2 separate regions of the Mus musculus genome follow, and region 1 is linked to region 2. Evidence: chromatin contacts called from public promoter capture Hi-C data. All regions are on one chromosome and are shown on one strand. Each heading gives the region's core, a stretch centred on a gene start, on an enhancer-like site or on the middle of the called end of the contact. The rest is flanking DNA. Distances are from core to core; before and after follow the strand shown. Region 1 overlaps Ildr1 (immunoglobulin-like domain containing receptor 1). Region 2 holds the start of Fam162a (family with sequence similarity 162, member A).

Evidence for each region. Promoter capture Hi-C pulls out the DNA fragments that hold promoters and counts their contacts.
Region 1: a contact with region 2 is called in a promoter capture Hi-C map of embryonic stem cells, with 4 times the contacts expected there. The contact joins the enhancer-like site here to the promoter of Fam162a in region 2. A contact is called at or near these places in 8 of 39 promoter capture datasets (3T3-L1-derived adipocytes, the C10 cell line, the HPC-7 cell line and 3 more), 1 of 15 datasets of contacts at CTCF or cohesin (large pre-B cells), 8 of 484 Hi-C or Micro-C datasets (B cells, embryonic stem cells and granulocyte-monocyte progenitors), 22 of 115 datasets of contacts at active chromatin or transcription factors (the 230-238 cell line, acute myeloid leukemia, bone marrow-derived dendritic cells and 11 more) and 1 of 9 other capture datasets (macrophages).

What each region holds. Positions count from the first base shown.
Region 1 is chr16:36,720,946-36,727,826 of GRCm38.p6, reverse strand. It overlaps Ildr1 (immunoglobulin-like domain containing receptor 1), which reads right to left. Exons shown (of 8, transcript NM_001285788.1): 6 at 6,158-6,289; 7 at 5,148-5,944; 8 at 1,023-2,310. The coding sequence ends at 2,269. Among named protein-coding and RNA genes, the nearest start is that of Ildr1, 30 kb to the right of the region's middle. Within about 2 kb of position 5,611, at least 20 of the 459 cell types and tissues checked have an H3K27ac peak or open chromatin away from gene starts, as enhancers often do. A contact at or near this core is called in differentiating embryonic stem cells and embryonic stem cells, where this site is marked.
Region 2 is chr16:36,068,617-36,075,883 of GRCm38.p6, reverse strand. It overlaps Fam162a (family with sequence similarity 162, member A), which reads left to right and starts at 4,323. Exons shown (of 5, transcript NM_027342.2): 1 at 4,323-4,414. The coding sequence starts at 4,381. Ccdc58 (coiled-coil domain containing 58) reads right to left here and starts at 4,224. Exons shown (of 5, transcript NM_198645.2): 1 at 3,747-4,224. The coding sequence starts at 3,797.

The sequences.
Region 1 (6,881 bases), core at 4,362-6,861, 650 kb before region 2:
CTGCATGGAGCCTTCATTCTTCCAGTCTCTTTGGGTTGAGAAGGTACTCTGCAGGCTATGGAAAGAGAAACCTGGGTAGTAACCCAGCCACAGTACCATTGACCAACATTCTGTCTTGCCTGAAAGATAAGCTGGGACAATTGTAGCAACAGAACTTGTAGGGGTGGCCAACCAATGCCTGACTTAACTAACACTGCTTAGATGGCCAGAAACTGTAGACTGGTTAACCCAGAGACCTAGGGTAGAACCAAACATGACTGGTCAAAAAAAAATTAATGAAATGATTCCTAATGATATTCTGCTGTACTCATAGATCAGTACAGTGTTCAGTTGTCATTAGAGAGACTTCCTCTGGTATCAGATAGGAGCAAATCCAGAGACCACAGCCAGACATTATGTGGAGAAAGTACAAATAGGTCTCTACTGTGTCCCTTCCGTGAGAGCTCAGGTAATTCTGTAGAAGAGGGGGATAAAGGATTTTAGAAGTCAGAGGGGATAGAGGACACCAGGAGAACACAGCCCACTGAAACAACTAAGCAGGGATCATATGATCTCACAGAGTCTGAAGTAGCAAGTGTGGGGCCTGCATAGGTCTGCACTAGGTCCTTTGTGTATATGTTGAACTTGGTGTTTTTGTGGGACTCCTAACTGTGGGAGCAGGGTGTCTCTGATTCTTTTGCCTGCTTCGGTGTGAAGGCTTGCTTTTTTTTGCCTTGCCTTGCCTTGATGTATTTTGTTTTGTCCTGTGTGGTTGTTGTCTCTTGAAGGCCTGCTTTTTTTCTGATGGGAAAATGGAAAGGGAGTGGATCCCAGGAGGAGGGGAGTGTGGGAGGGGGAGTGGAGGAAGGGAAAATTATTATTGAGATGTATTGTATAAAAGAAGAATCTAACACACATACACACACACACTTTGCTAAGAGATACGCTGAAAAGTGGATCTATGGTATGGTATTTTTCCATACCACAGTAGCACAAACTACTCATTTTTACATCTACATTACCTTTTTTTTTTTTTTCTGTTTCCTAATTTAAGTTCAGATTTCAAAAACCCTGAAAATAACCTCTGCCAAACACAGGAATTTAGCCAGTTTTTTTTTTCACTTTTAATTATGGAGAAAAATGGATGTGTTGATACAATTAACTCTAAATTGAAGTCATGACCATACAGAGATATTGCTGATCTTGTACAATATCAATATTGTTGGAACCATCTCCTTCCAGTCTACTCAGAGAAAGCCTACACATCAATCATAAATGTATCTGTGAAGGAGCTATATGGAAAATCGGAAACAGTGATATCTGTATTACACACAGGAAAGGTTCAGCTCTTTCCTCCTGGAACTCTGTATGTGGCAAAACCCACCTAGATCCTAATGCTTGGGACATTGAAACCCCGAAATGTTCAGCAGTCCTGGAGAAGGTAGTCTTTGGAACTACCCAGTGTGGCCTGATTCTTCTCTGAGCTTTACTGGAAGATAAGTAAATCAATGAATAGAAGTAGAAACTCAGGGTAGAAAAACAGATTATTTATTTGGAATGTTACATTAATTTTCTTGTTTATACTGGATGGCGCTTGAAAGTATTTAAAGTGATTTTAGCATTGCTATGTTATTATGTATAAGAAAATAAATTAAATGTAGGGGAAAGGCTCCAGAAGAAAGAAAAAAGAAGCAAGAATATGGTTGGTGAACAACTGCTTCCCTGTGGTTTTGCAGAATTGCATTGCACAGCCTGTGAAAGGCACAGAGCTATAGAATTTTTGCCCTTTCTTGCTTGCTTGCTTGGACTGGAAACTCAGGAATGCTCAGGACCACAGGTGGGGATGCTTAACGTGGAAAAACCCTCAGGAAATTCAAGAAAGGACAGGGAGTTCCCGTGGGAATTTGCCCATAATATTCCATAGGTTTCCTGTTCCTGGAACCTGTTTGCTTTCTTCTTAAAGATTCCTGAGTTGTCATTATGAGACTGCCTTGGTCCCGAGCACCATGACCTACTGGACCACTTTGGGCTACTGTGTCCCTGAGGGATCCTATCCTAGCTAGGAGCCCTTACAAGTCAGAGATCATGTAATAGACAGAGGGCATGAACAAGGGGGAAAGCTTGCTATTAATTCCACAAACACCTGTTTTGAAAACTCTTCTATTTGATTCTTAGAATCTAAACCCAAAACTGTGAGACACAGATGTATAGTGTCCCTCCCAAGGCAGCTGGAACTCTTGATAATGCTGAGGACATGTATGATCCAAGAAGCAGTATGGTGCCTGGAGACTAAATGACCACACTCCGTCCACTATGGGAGCTCTCTCTCTCCTGAGGAACAAGAACACAAAAAACAACATTCAGCTCAAATCTATAGCCCACATAGGCAATTCCCAAGGTGAGCTGGTCTAACCCACTAAGTAGTGGTTGCTTGTATTTCTTCCTTGACCTTTCGCGGGGCCATTCTTTTTCCTCTCAATGGCCTTCCTCCAACACTGTGGATTTCCCAAAGTTTCTAATCTTATTTGCTCCATTCTATCACTGTTGTTTTTGTAATAATGCCAGTCTTCAGTGGACTGAAGAAAGGACCCGCTCTCTTCCCACTTCCCAGTTCCTCTCTACTGACCGTGAAGACAGCTCGGTTCCTGGTTACACTCTGAACCATTGCTCTCCACCCCCTTCATTAGCTCCATACTTCAGTGTTCCTCTAGAGTTATCTTTCACACTTTTCCCGAACAAACTCAATGGCTTTTCTTCAAAGGATCTCTTGTTATTTGTGGGTCTGTTTGAGTTCTGTTGTTGTTGTTTTCTCATTGGATATGTTTCTCAAACCTCTCCATGCATGTTGGGGAGGGGGGGTCATTTGGCTACATTTCTGAAATTCTACAGCTGGAGTTCAGAAATGAGAACACCCTTTCCTGTAATGAACAGTCCCAAAGACATTGTGTAGGCATGTGCATCATACTGCTTCAAAAAATGTGTTTCTTATGATCAGGAAAGGACTCGTTAAGGGCCAAGGTTTCTAATTGGAATACTCTGGGGTAAATGCTCTCTGCAACAGAAGACAACAATGAGAAGAGACAAAGGGACTCTGTTCAGGGAGACCTGGCATGATCAAGGGATACTCAAAGTAGAAGACTGCAGGTCCCAATACGACATTTTTTATTAATAAAGAACTTAAGGATATACTATATATATATATATATATTACCTGGTGTTCACTACAGGTTAGCCCAGAAACAAACACCATGGCTTTCTCCTCTCTAGAATCGATTTATATGGGCCAAGTTTTGAAGATGCCAGAGTGTCTTGGAACTCATTCTATTAGGTCAAGATTGGAAAGAGAGATAGTCTAAAGGAGGTTAGAAACACAAGGATCATTCAGCCTGAAGCCACTGGAGTAGAAAGCTTGAAGTTCCTGCTTCAATTTGACTGCATGCAAGGCTTCTAATGAGTGAGCACTCACCCTAAGTCAGCTGAGCAGGTACTCCCACAGACAGCAGAAGGTCTGTATTTCTCTGGGCTCTGAGCAGAGAGAACATCTTCCCTATTTTGGATTAGCAGGCAGTTGTGTGCACAGAAGCACTAGTTTGTGTGTATTTGTTAAGCACTACCCTTGAAAGGCTCCATGTGAGCCTAAAAACATTTAGTTTGTCTCCTATTTCTCTGAGTATTTGATGAAGTATTTTAATGAATCTTTTTGTTCTTTTAATGAGAGGACCAGAGAAACCACAAGTGACACGTAGACAAAAGTCACCATCTAGTGGCCTAACTGCACAGTGTTGAAAATGTCAAGCTCCAGTGCTTTCAGAAACCTGTGCAGGAAGCACTTGGCGCCATCACCGAGCCTCTTCATAACAGTAAAGCTATAAAGGCAACAAGCTACACCCTTCAAATGAACTAATCTGCAAACTCAGCTTTGGTCCTGGGCCTATGGGCAGTATCAGACTATAAAAAGAAGGTTTAATGCAATTCAGTGATATATCTAGAAACCAGACTCAGACCCCAGTCAATGGGGGATTTTAAAATTATTTTAGACAAAATCTTTCAAAGACAACTTTATAAATGAAAATGGTAGTAGAATGACTTCTTGTGCACATCTTGATGATTTTAAAAAAAAAGTACTGATGCTCGGGAAAATTTAGGAAGCCGTAGTCACTAGAAAGTGTTATGGATCTCAACTTCTGTCTAAGGAAACTGTGGGTTACCAAAAAGGCTTGAGAACCAGAGGACTGTGTTCAAACACGGGCTTCTTTTTCTATTGCTCTGTGCTTTGCCCTTGTTCTTCAACCTTTCTGAGCCTTGTGAGGACCAAATGAATCAGGACTGGCTCAGTGTCTAGAGCGTGTCTTGTACCCTTCCCTTAGATTCTAAGGCTTAGAAGGGCTGCATACTTTAACTGGAGGGAAATAAAGAAAAGGGAAAAAAAGTAACTTAGAGGAAAGTGGGGCTCAGATGTTGAGCCAAAAACTTGAAAATCATATATTTTTTTCTGCTAAAAAGAAGAGGCATACTTAGTCACTACATGAGAAAGGGGGGGAGAGAGGGGCAGGGGTACTGTAGACATGTATCCTCCAGTGTTTCCCCTTTAGAGTGCTAAATAATGACTGGCATCTTCAAGGTTCACAGCACTCTAAAGTTTTACTCATTAAGTGGGATGCCCAGGTCTGTTTTCATTAGTCTGATGAGCCTTCCCCGGCACACCAGGAAGCCCTCATCCTCTCACACAGCACAGTTGCTGCTCACTTAAACATTCACAACTCCTCTTGCCTGTTTCTAACTGGGCCTGTGAGAAAAAAGGTTGCCAAGTCAACATCCAGTCCTGCAGCTGAGACCGGAGGACCAGCTCCCCACCACGGGGTTGGGGGTGGGGTGCTTAGTCATTCTGAGCCTTAGTTCTTTACTGTCCTTACCAGCAGAGCCCTCCTGACCTGCCTCCAAGGGCAGAGAACATGGCTAAAGTCACACACGCTGGGGCAGAGAAGATCCAGTGCAAGCTCTGGGCCTCTTCTGTACCCTGCACTGACTAGGCCCTTTCATTCTAAGAAAAAGTAGTACCTCAGCCTGCCGGGACAGTTATGCAGGACTAGGAAAACCCTGCTGGGCCTGTGTCAGCTGAGGAGCCTCTCTGATCCTGCCCGACCCTCCACAGGATGCCCCAGGCTCACCAAGCGCCTCTCCACATTCCCTTTTTTCCTGTTGTTCTTGCCTGGAGTCACATCCAGTGAGCGGTAGCTGGGCGGCTTCTCCTCAGGCCAGTTTGGAGACTGTGAGCGGCGGCGGCGGTGATGGTGACGTCGCTGGGCACCCCAGTTCCTGGGCAGCGACTCTTTCTCCTCTTCAGAGCTCCAAGAGCTGGGGCCCGAGGGTAGAGGAGGCGAGTAGCTGCGATGCCTGCGTCTCTCACGTCTCTGGGCGCCTTCCCTGGGCTCTGGTCGTCTGGGGGGCCAAGGAGCCTCACTGGATGAGGGACATTCGCTCAGGCTGTCCCAGTCTGACCAAGGCATGGATGACTCGCTGGGCCTAGAGCGGTGGTGTCTCCCACTCCAATGGGGGTCCAGCTCCCCTCTCCCCGGGGCCCAGGGTCTCATCCCCTGGTCCTGGAGCTCTCGGAGGAAATCGGAGTGATGGCGCTGCCTCGGGCGCTCACTCAGATCGCAGTGTCTGGAAGAAACAGCATTGAGCCGCTGCTGGTGTGAGGGGTTGCTGGTCCTGGAGGACGGTGGGTCTCTGATTAGTGGGGGCAGGTGGATGACTCTGCGTTCCACAACCTCTGCGGAGCCCAGGGAGGAGAGCATGCTGCAAGGGTGGCCAGATTTGGCTCTGAGATCCGCAGGCAGAGGTTGGGCTGGGTTGAGGTTCCGCAATTCTTTCTCCAAATATTCCAGGACACCATTAGCCACCGGAGGGTGAGCAGCCATCTGGGTCATTGGCATCTGTGGAAGGCTGGACTGTAAGGACAGATCTGAATGGAAACAAGGATGGAGCACACTGAACTGCTGGTCCCAAATACCCTCCTAGGAACCAGGGCATCAAAATGTCACGTTAGTAAGCAGGATTGCACTCCCTCCCACCCTCCATCGAAAGACACCCGGTTAGTGCGCATGCTTCTTGGCAGACGGCACCTCTGCCCTCACCCTCTGCCCTCCCCGTCCCATGACTTTCTGGCAAAGTTTACCTCGCTGCAGCAGCGGGTTCATTGCATAAGATGAAACTTGGGAGCTCCTGTCCGCCCCCCAGTACAGGGGTTTTTCCATCATCTGAGGACCTAGGGCCTGAACCTGCTTCATGTAGCGGTGGCGGGCCAGGGCTGCAAGGGAAGAAGGAGAAACGCAGACCCTTAGCCAGCCGGAGTCCCACACCTCCTACTTGGTCTGTGCTTCCAGCTTCTCGCCTTGGAGCCCGTTCTTACCTATCTTGCAGGGAAACAAGAGTTTAGGGGCTGTATCTTTAGCAAGGAGCTGTGTTTCCTTGTTATAGACCCCATCTCTCACACCCCAGGAAAGTTTACTTTAAAACTTTAAAACAACAACAACATTCTAGCCTCAAAACATGTCCTCATGTTACTAGCTCTCCACATCACCCAAAGGGCATAGGCTGTCAATCAAACTTCAGGTCACACAGAAATACCCCACATAGTAAGGCTTAGAGGAGGCTATGAACCAGCCTGGCAGCTCTTGAGCCTGCAGGGCAAACTCAGGGCCATCTGTTCTGAGGGGATGAACACAACTGTGGTGTATCCCTTAAGCATGTTTCTAACTGGAATACCAGCCCCGGGTGGGGGAAAAACAAAACAAAACAAAACAAAACAAAAAAACAAAAAAACAAACCAACCAACCAACCAAACAAACAAAAAAACCTCATGGGACGAGGGCCAGAGACACACAAAGCTGAAGTGAGTT
Region 2 (7,267 bases), core at 3,074-5,573:
TAATAGAAATTCAGAAACCCACTCTGGAAAGAAATAGTGAGTTGATTCTGTCCAAGAGAAACATGACCTGGGTCTCAGCTGGGGAGAAGGGAAAGGTACTTCTAAGTGAGTGACGGACGCAGGGAGGAAGCATGGGAAACAGGAGCTTGTGCTGAGGAAAGTTAGGAGTAACAGGGCAGAGAGTTCAAATACATGCTAGATATGGACAGGGCTGGGAGAGAAGCTTTTGGAAGACTTCGTCTAGGCATTTTAAGATTTTGGTTGTGTTTTCCAAGACAGGTTTCTCTGTGTATAAACTTGGCTGCGCTAGAACTTACAATGTAGAGCAGACTGCCCTCGAATTCACAGAGATACAGCTGCCTCTGCCTCCCAGTTAAAGGCATGTACCACCACTGCCCGGCCTAGGGATACCCACATGCCATGCCAAGTCCTTAGAGCTTAGATTCTAAATTCAAAAGAGGACACAAAAGTGACTAATGAGACTTACCCTAAAGCTGCAAAAATCACAAGTCCCACATGCCCTTGACTCCTAAGTGCTGAGATTAAAGTTGTGAGCTACCATGCCCAGCACGTGTTTTTCTTGACCAGCCCTTGACTGTGTTTCCCTAAGAGTCAAAATTTTCAAGTTTTTGTAATGCTGGTAATAAAAAAATACACTGTGCTTACAGTCAGAAGTGTATCAGATATCACCATGTACAGAGTGTACCTGACAATGGTAATAAATGACGGTTACTGGTTTATGTATTTATCATGCTATTCCTTCCATCATTACTTTAGCATATTTTCCTTCTACTTAGAGCAGCTTCATAGATCTCCTGTTTACTGCATCCCAATTGCATCATGAGGCCATGACAGGGATTGGCTTAAACCTAGATAAGGTTTAATTACTGTTCATATTTGCACAACATAAAATCACTTGTAAGACATTTCTCAGAATATATCCCCATTATTAAGCAATGCATGACTGTACAGGAAACATTTTGCCTGTGTGCAATTAACTCTGCCTAGAATTCAACTGGTATTATCTAAGGCTCAACTCAATTATGACCTCATTTTCTTTCTTTTTGAGCTCTCCCACACTAGCTCCAGAGTCGTTCGTCTTCATGTTTAAATCCTCACTTAAAGCTCCGCATCTCATACCCTGTCCACCATAGTATCTCCCAGAGCCTGGGAGCTGGAGGATACTGGTAGTGACCAAACTGTTCACCCTGAAGTGCATGGGAAAGTCCCAAGTCCTTGTAGGCAAGGCTTTTGGGAATGAAAGTTAAATGGAGGTCACAACCAGGCACCCAAAATACAGTTTCAGCTACTTGAGAGGCAGTGGCAGGACTTCTTGAACCAGGGTTACCGGGGCCAGCCTCCACAACATAGTGAGATCTTGTCAAATACATACATACACAAACAGATACACAAATGGAGGTCAGCAGGGCAGGAACCCTAATCTGCCACAACTGGGGTCCTCATTGGAAGAGGAAGAGATATGAGTGACATTGCTCCAACTGCAGAGGAAAGGTGTGAACACACAGTGAGAAAACAGCCTGCATGCCAGGAAAAGACCTCACCAGAAGCCAACCCCAACACAACCCTAATCTTGGAATTCTGGCTTCCAGGACTTTAAGAAACCACATTTCTGCTGTTTAAGTCACTTAGGACTGTAGTATTTAGTTACGGCTGCATGAACAGGCTAAAAATGTACCCAATAGCTGGGCGTGGTGGCATATGCCTTTAGTCCCAGCACTTGGGAGGCAGAGGCAGGAGAATTTCTGAGTTCAAGGCCAGCCTGGTCTACAGAGTGAGAGTATTCCAGGACAGCCAGGGCTACACAGAGAAAGCCTGTCTCAAAAAACCAAAAAATAAAAAATGTACCCAGTAAATTGTTGATTATATGTTAAAATGAGATTTGAAGCATCCAATTTTAAACTTTTTAAAAAATTCTATTTAGCTTTGGAAATAGGATGTTTTCTGGGAATGCTACAATGAAGGGGAATGCAAAAAGTTCAAAACTCTTTAAAAACCTTTTAAGCTTAAAATACATAGTTGTGTGAAAACAACATTAAGAATTACTAATAGTTGGAACTTGACAGAAAGTGACAGGGATTGCATAGGAAAGCCCATGAGAAAACTTTTGAAAATAAAAGGATCAATTTTGATGTTGACATAAGTCTGCCTTAAGAATATGTCCATGAAACTAGGAGGAGCATTTGTAAATACCTGTGCCCTGCATCATATGCAAAATATAACCCTCCAAATAGTAAACAAGTCCGGAACTTCATTCAATTTGCATGCAGCATATTTAAAAGCACTCATTTGTTTCAAGTGACTTTAAAAACCCTTTTTTTTGTTTGTTTGTTTGGTTGGTTGGTTGGTTTGTTTGGTTTTCTTGGTTAGGATACCTACATACAAAGTGATCTAACAACTCTTGAGAATATTAATTTTGTTTAGTAATTTGTGAGAATTCCAGTCAACCATGTTTTTCATAATTTTACCAAATTCATCTAAATGTAAATGCCATAGTAATGTTTTACATTGTTACAGTACCTTCATGTATGTTCTGGTTCTATCTGTGAAGGAGTGGGAACAAAAATTAATGCCTATTTACAAAATTAAAACATATGCTAAGACTGGTTCTGGGTAAACAAATCTTTTGATTTTTTTTTTTTTTAAACTCACAGATTCATTAGGTCTTTTGGCCAAGGGGCTGGAGAGATGATGGTTCAGTGGATAAGAGTATCTGTCTGTTCTTGCAGAGGACTCAGGTTCAATTCCTAGCACCCATATGGCAACTTGCAAAAGTTTGTAACTTCAGTCCTAAGAGATACAATGCCCTCTTTTGGCCTCTGCAGCTAATGCACAGATGTGGTGCACAGAAATACATGCCCACAAAACACCGATGCCCATAAAAATAAATGTTAAAAAAATACTTTTGGCCTAATTATTTACCAAATAAATCAATTTGGTGAGGTTATCTTCAAGAATACCACTACCTACAAGCTACTCAAAGTATTACGGTTACTACAGATAGGGAAATGACATGTTTAACAAATTTTACTATCTCTACTTAAAATACACTTTTAAAGGTCATGTTTTTTTGTTTTTTTGTTTTTTTGTTTAGCTTCAACTCTAATTTAATAGCAGAACCATCATTGTGAATTGATCAACATCCGGATCGTTATTCTTGAATTCTTGGTTAACTATTCAACCTTTGAAATTTTTAGTACCAAAAAAGACACATATTTGACTTAAGTGTTACACCTTCTCTCGGGATCAAGAAGGCGATAGCACAGACCAAGTATTTGACTTAACCCTCCCCCAAGCTTCCAAATATTCATTGTATCGCACCACACACATAAAAAGGCACTATGCCAAATACTTTATCAAGTACACAAGGTCTCTTTCACTTTTTCTCTCCCACAAAATCTCAACTTAGAAGTAGGGGAGTTTTGGTAGAAGCTGGGAATGAAGTTCGGAGAACTACTGAACTATTAACTATCCCTACCCACAGCTTCAGAGCTCGGCCTGACCGCTCCAGAATGACCCGGTGAGCCTCCGGCACCTCCTACGCTGAGCACCTCCGCTTTCCAAGGCCACCCCCAGCCCCCATGACCTCCAAAGGCTCCCCTATAAAAAGCTCTGAGCAACTTGCTTTTCCTACAGTTTGTCTATCCTCCCTTCCCGGACCAAAGCACCGACTGGGACGTGGGGACAAAAGGCTGGACAAGCTTGCCACGTGTGGAAAACCTCATCACCTGGAACTCGGCGAACTCTTCACAGTTCACACTGCCACTGGGCGCCGCCATATTGAACGAACACGAGGACCCCCGCAGCCGACCAATCACCGTGGAGCAGAGGTGTCCGCGGTGCTGCCTGACAGCAAATACCGTGAGCCCGGGCGGTTGCCTTTCCTCTCGCTAAGCCTAGAGCATCGGGTTGCTAATGAGGGATGAGCCCCTCGAAGAAGCGTCGAGAAACTAACGGCGTTTGGGGAGGTGAGGGTGGGCAAGCGGTGAGAATGACTAGATGTTTTTAAAAACATAGCTAAGTGGAAAGCAGGCTTCCTTCGGGCATTCCCGAAGCCCGGACGCCATAGGGCCCTGGTCCCGAGTCCCTCCGCGTGTGTGACTCGCTTGCACAGTCCTAAAACACTACTCAGCGCTTCGCAGTTGGCAGACATCGCCCTCCCTCCTCCGCCTTCATCATGCCCGGGCAGGCAGGGCGTTTGGCCGCATCCTCCGCTCGTCGCGCACGTCCCGCACGCCCGCTGCGTCACGCCGGCACGCCCCGCCCACCCCGCCAGCGCCCTCCCCACGCGGGCCCTTGGTGACATTGAGCGCCAGCGCCGCGGCCGCCGTGGGGTGCTGTGCGTCGGCGGAGCGGGTGGCCATGTGGAGCCTCGGCGGCCTGCGCCTGGCGGCTGGTGAGACGCGGGTCTGCGGGCGGCAGGAGGGGGCATCGCCGGTGGGGGTGTCCTGCTTACTGCAACCGTGTGAGGACCGCAGCGCCTTAGCAGACGCGGGGGGCTGGCCGAGACCCTGGTATCTGGCGCTCATTCACGCAGCTCCCATCTTAAGTTAGTGCCTTGATGCCTCCACCTGGTCCCCATCCTCCTGTGAGCTCCTATTAAGAGTTATCCACGGAAGTAATGCTTTCCACCCTGACTTTCTCCTATCCGTTATTCTACTTGTGCCTTCCTACTTGTCCCTCCCTCTTTAGGTGAGGGACTCAAAGATCTCACAGAATACGAGTAATTGTTGCCTTAAGTTGTGGGTGGTAGTACATACTTTTAAACAATAGTGCGGTAAGTGCCGGGACTCTCTTAGGGGAAAGTGTTATGCTAATAACGTAAGGTCTATAGCCTGTTTTCTCAGTAAACATTGGAGCGGTTGAGTGTTTTGGAGTCTGGTAACGTGAACGTATCCCGCCTCGGGGAAATCTAGAGAGCCTTGAATTATCAAGTTGAGAAATCAGAGAGTTTGCAGCTTGTATCTTGAGGGTCTTTAGAGGGTAGCTTACCTTTTGATCATCTTTATGAACTTTCATGATCTATCCTTTGTTCCATGGCATCAAATTACTACAGAGTTGTTAAATTTTTAGAGAAAGAATAGCTCCACGTTTTGTTATTGGAGTAATGTATATTGTAAATGTAATTGAAGCAATGCAAAAAAAAAAAAATAGTACATGGAGAATAGTTGCGTAAAGAGTAGCCGGTGAAGAGGTTAGATTTTACCGACTGAAAGACCTTTCAATGGGTCAGCATTGCTTACACCCTTAAAAACTCACACCCACTCTGCTCTAGAAAGAAAACGGAGAAAGAGAAAAAGCACTCATTCTTTTACTGGTTTTGATTTGTATCAGTTAAGATCTAATCATCTAAAATCTCGATGTGCATGTTTATTAAGTATTACAAAGTTTTCAAAAGAGCAAGCAAAAGAATCAGCAACCTGTGAGTTATGTGAAAGTCACTTAAACACTGGCAGTAGTTACTTTTCTAGACTGTAGCACACGTCATGGAAAGCTAAAGTGTCTTGGAAGATTTCTGATGTTTTGGAACTTCTCTGCTGGGCCTCTAACCAAGACAGACTTCCTTGCACAATTTAACAACAATTTTACTTCCGATGGGGAATGTTTTAATAGCACACCAAGGATGTTATGGGCAACGACTGCCAGGTGATCTGTGAGTGTCTGGTGTGTTGTGAGCACCTTCCAGTGATTTCTTTTACTTTTACCTATTTTATTAATAAAAGCGCTTTCTGATTTACATTATCTGATTTCTACAGCGCCCCCCTTGAATCTTATTCCCTCCTGTCTTTATAAATAAACATAAATCACAGGGCTAAATAACTTGTGTAGCACCACCTGGTGATAAAAGTCAGCACCAAAGGAGGGCAGTGAGTTTGTGTTATCCGAGTTCCTTGCTGCTGTTGATGCTGCTGCTGGAATATGCGCATGTGTAAGTTAACCATCTTATAGCCAGATGGAGCTTTTTTGTTTTCTTTTGGGACATTCACTATGTAGCTCCGGCTGCCATGGACCTCACTATGTGGACCAGGCTGGTCTCACAGATACCCTCCCCGGTGCAGCTGGGGCTCCTTAAGGTGAAATGCAGATGTGTTTGTGAGGTGGACATACACTTTCATACACAAATGGACTTTCAAGAACCAACTGCGATTTGATAAATAACATTGACCAAGTGTGTGGCAGCTCAATTAGAAATGTAATCTAGGCATTGTTTTCTTATTCAGAATACTATTCAGAATAAGGTCCTCAATTTAAGCAGTGGAGCTGTGCGTAACCGCTTCCTTTGGAACTCCTGGGTGGACTCCCTTCGCAAACAGCCTAGAGGGTTTATGGGCTTTAGTTGCTTGTTGCATGAATGTAGTTGTAGATAGATGCAGGTCAAAGTTGTTACAGAATTGCTACAGGTGAGAGGTCTTGTGAGCTTCTGAAATCATGTTCTGACGTTTATGATCATGTACTAGGAAGAGGGACCGAGGCTTAACGTCCATATCCCAGCAGTGCCGGTTCTCTTAAGAAGCACAACTGTTAAGACTCCGAGGCTAACTAGCTTCTCACCCACCCTGCCATGACTTCCATTAGCATCAAGATTAGCTTTGCCATAGAGTTACTAAGTTCTCAGCTCTTACAAGTATCTGTTAGTACATATTGTTTCGATGGAAGGACTCTAGGAAATATCTTGGATTAAGCAAATATAAGGTAAGTTTTCACATCTCTTTTCTCCTGAAAGCTGAATAAAATAGATACAACTTTTAAGATATTGTATCTTTATTTAGATGTGTGTTGTATGTGGAGTCTGTGTACACATTTTGTGCCCGGGTGAAGGCCCAAGAAGGACATGGGTTTCCTGCTCCATCACCCTACTTTATTCCCTCACTGAGCCTGGAACTAGGCTGGCAGCCAGCAAACCCAGAGATCCTCAGGTCTCCACCCCTCACCGCGCTGTTCCTTACAGCACTAAGGAGCCACACCTGGCTCCTTACGTAAGGGTAGAGGAGTCAGACTTATCCACTGATCCATCTCCTCGGCTCCAAGACATTGTAGCTTTCAGTAGGGTGATTGAGTCAGAAGAATGAATAGACTTACATAGTATTCTTCGTACCTTGAAGAAGTTCTGTTGCCCTGTGCTCCATTGACTTGTCAGCTTTTACAGTGACCTTTTCATGGCTGTCACCAGTGCAGAAACCATGGGCTTCCCCTGTCTAACCCATATCCCAGAGCACTGAAGCCAAGCAGTATTTGAGAAGTCATCTAG